3 separate regions of the Sus scrofa genome follow, and regions 1 and 3 are each linked to region 2. Evidence: chromatin contacts called from public Hi-C and HiChIP or PLAC-seq data. All regions are on one chromosome and are shown on one strand. Each heading gives the region's core, a stretch centred on a gene start, on an enhancer-like site or on the middle of the called end of the contact. The rest is flanking DNA. Distances are from core to core; before and after follow the strand shown.

Evidence for each region. Hi-C and Micro-C count contacts between places; a contact is called where the count stands out from the background. HiChIP or PLAC-seq counts read pairs in DNA pulled down with a chosen protein or histone mark.
Region 1: a contact with region 2 is called in a Hi-C map of liver, with 4 times the contacts expected there. The contact joins two enhancer-like sites. A contact is called at or near these places in 7 of 47 Hi-C or Micro-C datasets (alveolar macrophages, liver, retroperitoneal adipose tissue and 1 more) and 1 of 2 datasets of contacts at active chromatin or transcription factors (skeletal muscle).
Region 3: an H3K27ac HiChIP or PLAC-seq map of skeletal muscle shows a contact between it and region 2. The contact joins two enhancer-like sites. A contact is called at or near these places in 3 of 47 Hi-C or Micro-C datasets (psoas muscle and skeletal muscle) and 1 of 2 datasets of contacts at active chromatin or transcription factors (skeletal muscle).

The regions. Positions count from the first base shown.
Region 1 is chr4:18,456,928-18,461,167 of Sscrofa11.1, reverse strand. All of the region lies in intron 4 of SNTB1 (beta-1-syntrophin), which reads right to left. Among named protein-coding and RNA genes, the nearest start is that of MTBP, 150 kb to the left of the region's middle. Within about 2 kb of position 1,332, at least 4 of the 83 cell types and tissues checked have an H3K27ac peak or open chromatin away from gene starts, as enhancers often do. A contact at or near this core is called in liver, where this site is marked.
Region 2 is chr4:18,195,811-18,199,471 of Sscrofa11.1, reverse strand. No RefSeq gene overlaps it. Among named protein-coding and RNA genes, the nearest start is that of SNTB1, 91 kb to the left of the region's middle. Within about 2 kb of position 2,186, at least 13 of the 83 cell types and tissues checked have an H3K27ac peak or open chromatin away from gene starts, as enhancers often do. A contact at or near this core is called in liver and skeletal muscle, where this site is marked.
Region 3 is chr4:18,501,952-18,505,657 of Sscrofa11.1, reverse strand. All of the region lies in intron 5 of SNTB1 (beta-1-syntrophin), which reads right to left. Among named protein-coding and RNA genes, the nearest start is that of MTBP, 100 kb to the left of the region's middle. Within about 2 kb of position 1,872, at least 9 of the 83 cell types and tissues checked have an H3K27ac peak or open chromatin away from gene starts, as enhancers often do. A contact at or near this core is called in skeletal muscle, where this site is marked.

The DNA of each region.
Region 1 (4,240 bases), core at 83-2,582, 260 kb before region 2:
ATTCGTTTCCACTGGGCCACGATGGGAACTCCCTCTCCAGGAAAGTCTGATGAAATTTCTTACAAAACTCTTGCGAAACACTCCAGCACTGCTGCTTGTGCACCAGAGGCTCAGGGATGGTAAACAAGTAAATATAACATGTATGGGCATTTATACAAGAGAAACACATGACTTTCTTTGTATCTGTTTCTTCCAGAGTAAAGAGGGAGAATCACAATGGTGAGACTGATTTTAGAACCACTATGTCAAACACAGTCAAATGGGTTTCTTTATATCAAGACATCTCAGAGCCTTTAATACAGCCTTTAAATTTTGTATAATATTTAATACAGAATATTTAATAATATATAATATTTAAGGCAATGTATAGCATTTTTTCAATGTTATTTGGTCATAGATTCCATTTCTCCTTCATTTCCTATCATGTTACTCCTTTTAAACTGTATTAACAGTTTGGAAAGCAGTCTGGGAAATAATCATAATAGCTTGCATTTGTATGGTGCTCTACGGTTTACAAAGAGCTTACACATGCATCAGGGTTGGATGCGAGAGCTCAAAGAAACTGTCAGTGGTTTGTCCAAGAAGAAAGAGCTCATAGGAACAGAGTAAGGATTAGAACTGGGTTTTTTGAGCTTGATGTTCACTGTTTATCCACTCTCATATTGCAGGTAAGGGAAGCAGTGCAATGAAGTGCAAAGTCATTTACTGCTCTTTCTTCTCTTTTCTTTCCTTCTTTTTTTTCCCCCTCTTTGGTTACCCTGCAGCACATGGGGAATGCTCATGCCTGGCTGGGGATCAGTCAGATCAGAGCCGCAATCAAAACCGAAGCCACGTCTACGGCAACACCAGATCCTTAACCCACTGCACTGGACCAAAGGTGGAACCTGCATCCCAGCACTGTCCAGACGCCACCGACCCTGCTGTCCCACAATGGGAACTCCACCATTTACCTTTCTTTGCCTCAGTTTCCTTATCTGTAAAATAAGGCAGTTGGAACAAATTTGAAAGGGATGCCTTATCCAAAAAATTAAATAACTATCTTTTTCAGCATGGCTGGATTTGCAATCAATTTTTTCAAGTCCTTAACCAGTTCAAATGATCTGCCTTGAACTAGGAATCAGTAGCAGTGGCTGAGCACTCTGGGTGCAATAAAAAATTAGTCACAATTCCTTCTCTGGCATATTATGTCTCCCAGAATGTGCTGCTAGAAATTTTTGTACACAACTATCTCCTAAGGCCACAGAAGCATGCCCTTTTGTACCCCAGCACTGGCCTGCCATCTCTTGAAAAAGCAAACAAAAAAAGAGACAACACAGCACTGCCTTGGAATGTCACCAATGTCCTTGTGGTCAGTGCCACATGGCCAGGCCCGAAGGTCTTAAGTCTATTGTTAGTCAACAGCAGGGCTGGAAGTCAGCTTCCCTTTAGTAATAAAAGCTATTACCTGACTCTTTAAACATTTCAACTTTCTTCCCTATTTCACAGTTCATAAAGCACCTCTCTGATGTACAGGGTGTTTGTTTTTTATTATTTAAGAGAAGATATAAGACAGCATGTTTTGCCACCTCTTGATGGCTTATTACTTCCTATGAGCGAATAAACAGTCATTCTGCAGCACAGCTTTCCTAATTGCTCACGTCTGTTAAGACATCAGTGCACTGGGTGTCTCACTGCCCTCCTTCCAACCCCACCTCGTTGTGTGTCCAACAAGAGCACTGCCAGAGCCCCTGGTTAATACCTACACCCTGCAACTCATTAGGTGCTCATTAGTATCAGAGCCTAGAAGCAACATGATGGATTCCACAATATGTTGGAGCTTGGGTTGGTGTCTCAGCTGAGGACGCCTCAGATGCACAGGTCAGCAACTTGGCAGCGGCTCCACGGCCCACGCTGAGCACATGGCGCTCCACGTAGCCACTGGGGAGGACGACAAATATGGGGCCTCATTAAAAATTGAGAGAAGGAGGGAAAAAAATCCTTTTGCAGGACCCATGAGGCTTCATGGTTATCGATTTGCCCTTCCACTCACATGAAGAATTTATCACCAAAATAAGAGAGCCCTGAACATCCAAGCAGCATCACCATATTTCCAGGAATCAAATACCATGCATCAGGGATCCAAGTGAAAGTTTTAAGCATGTCTCTTTAAATGGTTATTTTTATCCTCTGAATAACACAAGCTGGTTCAAATCTAATGGAGGTAAAGTGAGTATATATTTCTCCTTCCTTCTTTCCTGTTTTCTTCTTTCCTTCCTACTAACTTCTTCCTTAAATGGATATAGTAATGAACAGCTCTTTAAAAACTGTTCTTCCCAAATTTCAGTCTCTCAGATCATCCCCCCCTGTAATGCGTCATTTGGCACATAAGTACTGTTCACACACCTCCTTTTCTTGGAGGACAACAAACCCTAGTAGGAGCAAAAAAAAAAAAAAAAAAAGTATCAGAAAAGGAAGACTGCCTCAGGTCTCCAAATATGTCATGTTTCAAAGTCATTATTTAATAGGACATTTTAGGTAGGACTGTCATGCTATTATTACTAACAGTTTCCCTTTCTTTCCTTTTTTTTTTGCTGCACCCGAAGCCATGTGCAAGTTCCCGGGCCAGGGATCGAACCCACGCCACAGCAGTGACAACATAGGATCCTGAGCCCCTTCCCTTTCTTTAAGAGTGGAACTAGGAGGTAAAGACTAGCAGCAGTTGGTATTTTAGAGATGATTACCTGATCCTACATGGGTATTTAAAATTATCTTGATTTTTGTAGGTCTGGTTTGAAAATGAAGGGGGGAAAAATGCACATTCAATGTTTAAAATTACAGAGCATGCAGGGCTCACATTTTCATAAAACCACTTAAAAATGAAAGGTCAAACCAATCATTCCAACACGGAGAATCTGCTTTCTTGTCAGCACAATTCAAAGAGTAGCTTTTATTTTCAACGATCACACCTTTTTTGGGCAGAATCCCAATGAGCACTTTGCACCATGACAACCAGGAGGCAACGCAGGACATCCTGCGATGGTGCCTCAGAAAAAGAATGTGGACCCTGCAGAGCCCGGGGTCCCCACCTCTAACCTGGGCACACTGCCTTGTGCTCACTCGCTGGGAGAACAGAATTCAACTGTGCTCTGGAAGTTAAATGGAATAGAATCAGTGAGGTCTCAGGAGTGTTAAAGGGAATGAAGATGAAATGACCACAAAGCGCTCAGCAAATGTTTAACTGTTGCTATGGTCTGCAAGTTTGTGTCGCCTCAAAATTCGTACGTTGAAAACTAATGGACGATGTATTATGAGCTGGGGCTTTGGGGAAGTGACTAGATCATGAGGGTATGGACCCCACCTGAATTGGATCCGGGTCTTACAAAAGATATTCCAGAAGAACCCCTCACTCCTTGCCCTTTCCCCATGTGAGGACACAACGAGAAGCCTGCAGTCCAGAGGACAGGCCTCACCGGAGTGTGCTGGCACCTTGATCTTGGACTTCCAGCCTCCAGAGCTGTGAAAAATACATTTCTGTTGTTTAGAAGCCACCCAGTCCATAATATTTTGTTATAGCAGCCCAAATAAATCAAGAAAATTATTTATTCGAACTTGTATGGTTTCTGGAGTTGGGGCACCAAAGAAGAACATTTCTGTGAGTGAGACACTGGAGCGTCTATTTTGTCTATTTTTGGTACATCAAGCCCTAAACTATATTTCATAAAAAATAATGTGCTATTGTTCTCAAACTTAAAAAAAAAAAAAGATAATTTTGAGGTTACAGATTTATACATACTGGGTAAAGATAGTATCAATATGTAAAACTCACTGGAGCTGGTAGTTAGAATAGTGCACCTGGCCCAGTGGGAGATGACGGCAGGCACTCAAGAAAGGTTGTCAAAGTACTTTTCCTAATAATTTATAGCATTTGGCTTCCTCTGGCATTTTGGATGTGGTGCCTCTAGCGGTCAGGCTTAGTTAGAACAACAGCATCCCAACCAATTTCCTGGTCAAAACTCTCCTCCAGGCTCCTAGCTCTGTGAGGCTGAAGCTATTGTCTAAAGGGGTGGAAGGTGCTGAGCTGAGCCAAACTGGGTGCAAATGAGACAGACAGAGAGAGAGAGTGCGTGCAAGTGAGTACGTATTTGGACCAAAGGGGGACACCCATGGAGGAATGACCAATGACCTTTTAGATGCCCAATCTAAGGTGGATTTTCATACATTGCTAAGAAGTTGTCTTTGAAGGCAATTCCAAAGAATTCTA
Region 2 (3,661 bases), core at 937-3,436:
GATCATAGCAGAGACAGCAAATTCCACATTAATCCACTTTTTAAGAACAGAAGAGATGTTGTTCGGTATCAGCCAATGAGCTGTAGTGACTCAAAAATGGGTCACAGAAATTGCCTTTTGCCCAGGTTGAAGGCCAAAAAACATACTGGGCATTGTGTCCAAAATGGGATTAAACTAATCTAGGTCCAGATAGCTTACAACCTCTATTATATGGCTTAGTAAAGCACTGTGTTCGCTGGAAACAGAATCTAGATTTCCTCCTACTTATCCAAATCCTGAGGTAGTTGTTTCAGACACAACATGCTTGGGACAGCTATATATTTCCTCTTAAATGCTCTGTTGCTTGTTTCTAAGAACAAAATGAAGAAAGCCTCAATTAGACATTAATTAGTAATGTTTTTGGGGGGGAACCTGTGGTGTTCAGAATTTCATGGGCCAGGGATCAAACCTGCGCCACAGCAGTGACAACACCAGATCCTTAATAACTAGGCAAACAGGGAACTCCAAAAGATAGTAATTTTTAATCAGGAAGATAGTATATGTTCATGAATAAATTTTAGAATAGTAGCAAAAGGGAAAGAGGAGCACCCACTCTGTGCTGGCCCAGGACATTCATCCACTTGGCTTTTCCCATGGATGAAACAAAGCCATCCAGTTGTAGGAGCTGGGCTGGAGAATGTGAGAGGGAGGGTCTTTCTCTACCCCTAAGGACCCAGGGCATTAAAGAAGTCGTGAGCGAGAATGGCTCTGGCACAGTGTGCTATGGGGTCTGAAACACTGTCCAGCTTGGCCATGCAGGCTGGATTGCACGTACGCTTTGGGAAAGTGGTGAAAGCAGCCAGGTAGTCCAAATGTCACCATATGGACACTGACCCAAGAGGCGGGATGGGCAGATGAAGCTTCTATAACAGCCTATGCCCCAGGGGAAAGACCCCTCCTACATTCACAGTGGCTCTTACCGCGCAAGTGGCAGCTGACCACAGCAGCTGCATTGAGCCCGGACTCTTCTTGGGCTCATGGCTTTGGTGGCCAGGGGGGCATGCGGTAGCACAGCAGGATGCTTGGGTAGTGAATGAGCCAAGGGTGCCTGATGGCTTTTACTCTGAAATAGAGGCAGCTGCAGCTGCATTGAAAGTGTGCAGCCACCGTGGGACTAAATGGCTCTCCTCTCTGCAAAATCGCGGCTAAATATTTGACCTGGGGAAGGCCTGCAGGAGAGTGGTAGCCTGAAAGAGGCCAGAAGAAACTTCTGAAGATGACAAAGAGGGGGCTGGAGCTGGAGCTGGAGAGGTTTAATTTCATTCAAATATTCAAATAGCTAGGTTTGACATTATTTGGTATCCTACATGGGTGAAGAAGAAAGTGTACACCTATCACTGCCTCTCTCCTCAGAATATTCACTGAGGTACGTATTATTAGCTATGTTTTGTGGATCAAGAAACCGAGGTGGAAAAAGATTAAGTGACTTGCTCAAGGTCATGTGGTTGGCAAGTAGGTGGCTACCAATTTGGCCTGTAAGATGTGTTTTCACTGCAAATTGCAGCATCTCTTCTTCAGACCAAGCCTGAACGTGCTAAGTTAACATGTAAGTGCCCAATTTTACCAGAATGAATTATCCATCCCTTTGGGCCATCTGATAACCAGAAGAAGCACATAGCTTGGCAAGGAGACCCTATTGTTACTGCATTTTGTAACAGGCATTATTCGGGTAGAGCAGGATGACCTAAGATGTGGAATGAGATTGCTCCAATGTCTAGGAGCTGCTCCTCTATCCTTTTTTTTTTTTTTTTTTTTTTTAATTTGGCTACACTTGTGGCATGCAGAAGTTCCTGGGCCAGGGATTGAACCCGTGCCACAGCTGTACCCAAAGCCACAGCAATGACAGTGCCAGATCCTTAACAAGTGAGGCCCGAGGGAATTCCATATTCTTATCCTTTTTAGAACACTCAGGTCAAGTGCGGTTAGGCTAGCATAGCAGAATAAAAGTTCACTTGCCTTATAGGCAGCTATTGGCAGGAAGCCCAGCTAACTACGTTCAGAGGCTAACTCAAAAACTGTTTCAGGGGTTGCCAGCAGCAATGAAATGATACTAGGCATGGTTTCTGAACTTGAAATTATAACAGTCCTGTAGTCAGTGACCCTTTATGTGCCTCACCATGAACTCCCTTCTGAGAAAAGCTTACACAACTACTTACTTCAGTGTTTGCCGACTCGGATGCCTACAAGGGTCAGGCCTGTGAATAAATGAGTGAAGCTAGTTTGACAGCAGGGAGATTTCAGGACTGTGTTGAACTGACAGCTTCTGGGACTTTAAACAGGTCACTCAGTACTCAGTATTGGTTGACCGTTAGTGTTTTCTGACACTCCAATTTTTTAAGGGTGGCTGGAAATCTGGGTTTTTAATATGAAAACATTCTATTTAAAAATGTCGGTTGAACATTAAATTGAAAACAAAACTGCATGAGTCAAAACTGTGCAAATCAAAGCAAACCTATCTGTGGCTGGTTCCAGTCTCCATGTTGCAATCAGCACCCTGCACAAAGGTTTCCTGCTTCACTTGCAGCACCACTGTGCCGCCTCCTGCCCCCTGCTGACTGGAGAGGAAATGGCCCTGGGGCGATGGAGTTCTCTTTAGCTTCCCCCAGAAAGGACTGGTGGGAAGCCCAGTACTGGAAGGTCACTGTTTAGCTCAATCAGATTCTTGCTCTCCTGGAACTGGATCAGAAGAAAGAGAGAGTTAAGTCATAGTAACAGGAGGAGAAGAAGCATATCCGGAGACTCACCAAGAAACCATATTCACAGAGCATTCAAACTGGGTGCCTGCTGCTGAGAGGCCGATCACATGATGGAGTGGCTAGCGCTTTTGCTGTGTACAGTGGATGACTAGAGCTAATGCTGTTTTCTGAATGATCAACAGATTTTTCATACTGTCCTGTTGTATCTTTACAATACAACCGACTGTACAAGGTAAACCTGAGTATGTCTGGGAATCCTGTAATTTCAGAGATGCTGATCAATGCCACAGCCTGTGGCCTCATACATATATTCGTTTGTAGAAGAACAACCATTCTTCCTCACAACAATTGCCTCTGATGAACATGTGATCCTGCCCCTCTTGCTGATTGGATAAGCCAGAAATACCTCTGCCAAGTTGAACCAATCAGATTCTATACCATAGTCATGTTGGATCATTCAGGAAAAAGGCCTGAATAGATAATATAAGCTCAGGACTTGAGGCTCTTCTGATGAGATGGCCATTGCTAGTAAAATTCATTAAGACAATTTACAAAGTCCAGCCAGAAGTGACTTCTGCTTCCTTTTCTAGCCTCATCACTCATCTATCTCCCTAGAAACATCCCGGCCTTCTTTCAGGTTGATACAAGGCTGTGATTGTACTGCCTCAGGGCCTTTTCATGTGCTATTCTTTCTTCCCAATGACTAGTTAGCCCCTATGAGGACTTTCAAATCCTAGCCCAACGGTCACTTCTTCAGGGAGATCTATTCTTTTTTTAAAATTTTTAAAATAATAGTTGATTTACAACATTCTGTTAATTTCTGATATACAGCAAAGTAACCCAGTTATTTATATATATATACATATATATATATACTTATATTTATATACATTCTTTTTTTCACATTATCCTCCATCATATTCCGT
Region 3 (3,706 bases), core at 623-3,122, 310 kb before region 2:
CCAATTACTTCTCAGTTCATACATTAATTTCAATTATTTTCTCCAATATCAACAATTGCTAGCATTTATCAACCACTTATATCACTCGTTTATATCTCAGGCATAGGCTAAACTTTTACAATTGGTCTTATCAGTAACAATATGAAACAAAAGATATTATTGCCCCTTTCATGTTGATGAGGAGATTTGGATACAGAGAGATTGCTATTTGGCCCCAAATCACATTGCACGTAGGTCTCAGCATTTGACTCCTGGTTTGTCTGATTCCAAAGTCCACGAATCTCCTCATTCAGCTAATTTCCCACTCGCCACTTCTGAAGAGCTGCTGGACCAGCAGGAGGGAGGGCAGGAGGCTGGCAGTTAAAGTGCACTGCACACTAGGAGTGTGGGAGCAGAGGGGACAATGGATGTGTGGGCAAAGCCCACACTGCCGTTTGACAGAGTGCAGATTCTTGGGCATGTCAGTCCTTCTGCACTCCCCTAGGGAATGTCCCTGGAAGGGGCCCACATCCTCTAAGAGGGTGGGGGCCTCCTGGGCTAGTGTCATGACCATAGGCTCATTATAATTTAATGTTTGACAAATGCAATTGGCTAGACTTTCCCAGTGGAAAGCATTCTGAAAATGTCTGAGGCTGGCCAAAGGCAGCAGCTACTTTTAGCACTTAGAAACAGGTTAGATCCTTAGGCACCAAAGACTCCCCACCACGTTTAGTAAAAATGCTGTGTCTCTGGCTCCCAAGTGATATCAAAGGCGAGAAGTGCATATTCATTGGGTCCTCTTTTTTTCAGCTACTCCAGATGGGCTCAGAGCAGCATTATTTCTCTTTACAAGCTCTGTGCTTCTAAACCTTTCACCAACCACAGGGACTGGGTGGGCAGAGTTTCTGGGTTAAACCTCTTCGAGAATTCCAGAAATATTGCAACTTTAATTCCTTGTTCTCTGAGGATCTATCTCACTTGCCAATTATGATGATAGTGACAAAAAACAAAAACAAAACTTACTTTGTATTATGAGCAAGAATACCTTTCTTTTCTCTTTTCTTTCTTTTTAATGTTCTGCAACATCAAATAAGCTTTGGCTAAGCAAAAAATGTTTTCCCAGGAATTCATAAAAAGCTGAGGGATGAGAACAGCTAAAATTACAACATGTTTGCAAACTTCCTGAGCACAGTGCTATGAAGTGTGTCATCCATCCACAGAGGCACCACTGAAGGTTTCCAGTGGGAGAAGTGACTGGCCGTAAACTTCTCTGCACAGCAGTTAATACCAAGAACATGTTGTGAGCATTTTTGGTGCCACTGCTATGAAACACAATCATATGTCATCTTCCAGGCACATCTTCACATAAATTAGTTGTGCCTATGCCTTTAAGGGGGAAAAAAAAAAAAGAACTAAACACATCAACAAATCAACTGTGAACTGCCTGAGCTGACTTATCGTGATTTTAGAAGAAAACGGTTTCTGGAGTTCCCCTTGTGACTCAGAGGAAACAAACCCAACTAATATCCATGAGGATTCAAGTTCGATCGCTGGCATCGATCAGTGGATTAAGGATCCAGTGTTGCCATGAGCTGTGGTGTACGATGCAGACGTGGCTTATATCTGGCATTGCTATGGCTGTGGCATAGGTTGGCAGCTGTAGTTGTGATTTGACCCCAGCCTGGGAACTATGTGCTGCAGATGCAGCCCTAAAAAGCAAAAAAATAAAAAGAAACCTGTTTCCTACTGGCTACAGTCCCAGCCAGTTCTTCATGTTCAAGGGAAAAGACCATCCCTGACCTTCTAAACAATGCTTGCAGCACTGCTAAGGCAAAGGGAAGGGGACTGGCAGCTGCCCAGTCCTGCTGTGTGCCAGGCATCAAGCTAAATACGTCTGTACTTAGGTCATCACTTTGCAGTGACATTCTGTAAACTGGAGGATCCATGCCTTGGGACACTAGGCAGTCATTCAAAGGAAGCTGAGGTTGAGGGCAAAGTACCAATGGAAAATGCCTGTAAGATGATGAAAAAGCAAGGCAGCCACACTGCATGTTCCAGGAGCTGCTGCTGATGCTGTGAACACCTGGATCCAGTACAGCCTTTGAGCTAATTCATCAGCAGTCATCACAACTTGAGGCAAACAGTGCTTCCGAAGAGCCACAGAGGAGAAAGAACCCAGTCCTTGCTAAGGCATTTCCTTCCTACCGTGAACCCTGGGAGTATGCAAAGCAGCAGAGCCCAGTCTTCTGAACCAGTGGTTCTCAACTGCATGTATCAGAAACCCCTGGAAGGCCTGTTCACTCACAGGTGGGCTGGGCCATAGCTGGTGAGTGTCTGGCTCATTGGTCTGAAGTGGGATGGGAAATCTGCTTGTGCACTGAGTTCCCAGGTGCCACTCACTTTGAGAACTGCACTTTGAGAACCCCTGGTCTCAGTCCTGGGTAGTTACTCCAGGTTGCTGAGAACATCCCCAGCTCTGTCTGAACTCTGTTGTGTGAGCTGAGTGGCCACCTGTGCATGATTAAGCTGCCAGACGAGTGAAGGAAAGGTTTGTATGATCCACTCAGCAAATGCAAAGAGCCACTAAAAGTCCAGGAAATAAGAAAATCCCCTAGGAGTTCCTGTGGTGGCTCAGGGGGTTAAGGACCTGACATTGTCTCTGTGAGGATGAGGATCTCTGGCCTCGTTCAGTGGGTAGAGGATCTGATGATACCACAAGCTGCAGCACAGGTCGCAGATGTGGCTCAGATCTGGCATTGCCCTGGCTGTGGCGTAGGCTGGCAGCTGCAGTCCCCCTGGCCCAGGAACTTCCATATGCCGCAGATGCGGCCATAAAAAGAAAAAAAAGAAAAGGAAAGAAAGAAAAAAGAAATATGCTCCCGGAGGCCACAGAGAAGGTGTGTGAGGAAGGTGAACTCAGAATCAGAGTCTCAGGTGCATTTCTTAGCAGCTGTGTGACTGGGGGTAAGTTACTTATCCTCTTGGTTCCTCAGATTACTTCTCTGTAAATAAAAATAAAACCTAAACCTCGTAGGCGTGCGAGGGTTAAATGCGGTACCCTGAGGACTCCAGTCTGCTTGATGCTTGTTAAAAACATAGACCCCCTGACTCCTAAGCCTGGACTGCTGAACTAGAATCTCCAGGGCAGGATCCGCAGGACAGGAATCTTTAATAAACAGCCAGGTGATTCTTAAATTGGGCAAGTTTTGCAAACTCAGATAAAATGCATGTAAAGCACTTGGCCTTGATCTATGCTCCCTCCACAAAGGTCAGCCACTGATTTATTACCAGCTAGGTCTGGCTATTTGCAAATGGTACTAGCACGACCTTCCCAATAATATTACCCAGGATGATTAATTAGCAGACACCCTATCCTATAATAAACTTTCAGGAGATGTGGCTCTGTATCCATAGATAACAATTAAGTGAACTTTACATGTAAGACTGGTGTACGGTACTGCTTATAAATTATACCTCAATTAAAAGGTTTTCAAAAGAAATTTTAAAAAGACATGAGTCCCCTTTAGAGAAATGCACTCAAAGACAAATAATGCTAGTAGACAGGCTATGTGCCTGAATGCTCCTATGTAAAAGGCCCAACACCACAAATGACTGCATGGAACACACGGGACGTAAATGAAAGAGTCACTTGATGGACTTCAATACGTAGCTGGGGAAGCAGCCAACAGAAATACTTGGGTAACTTTTTTTTTAGGGCCACACCCGC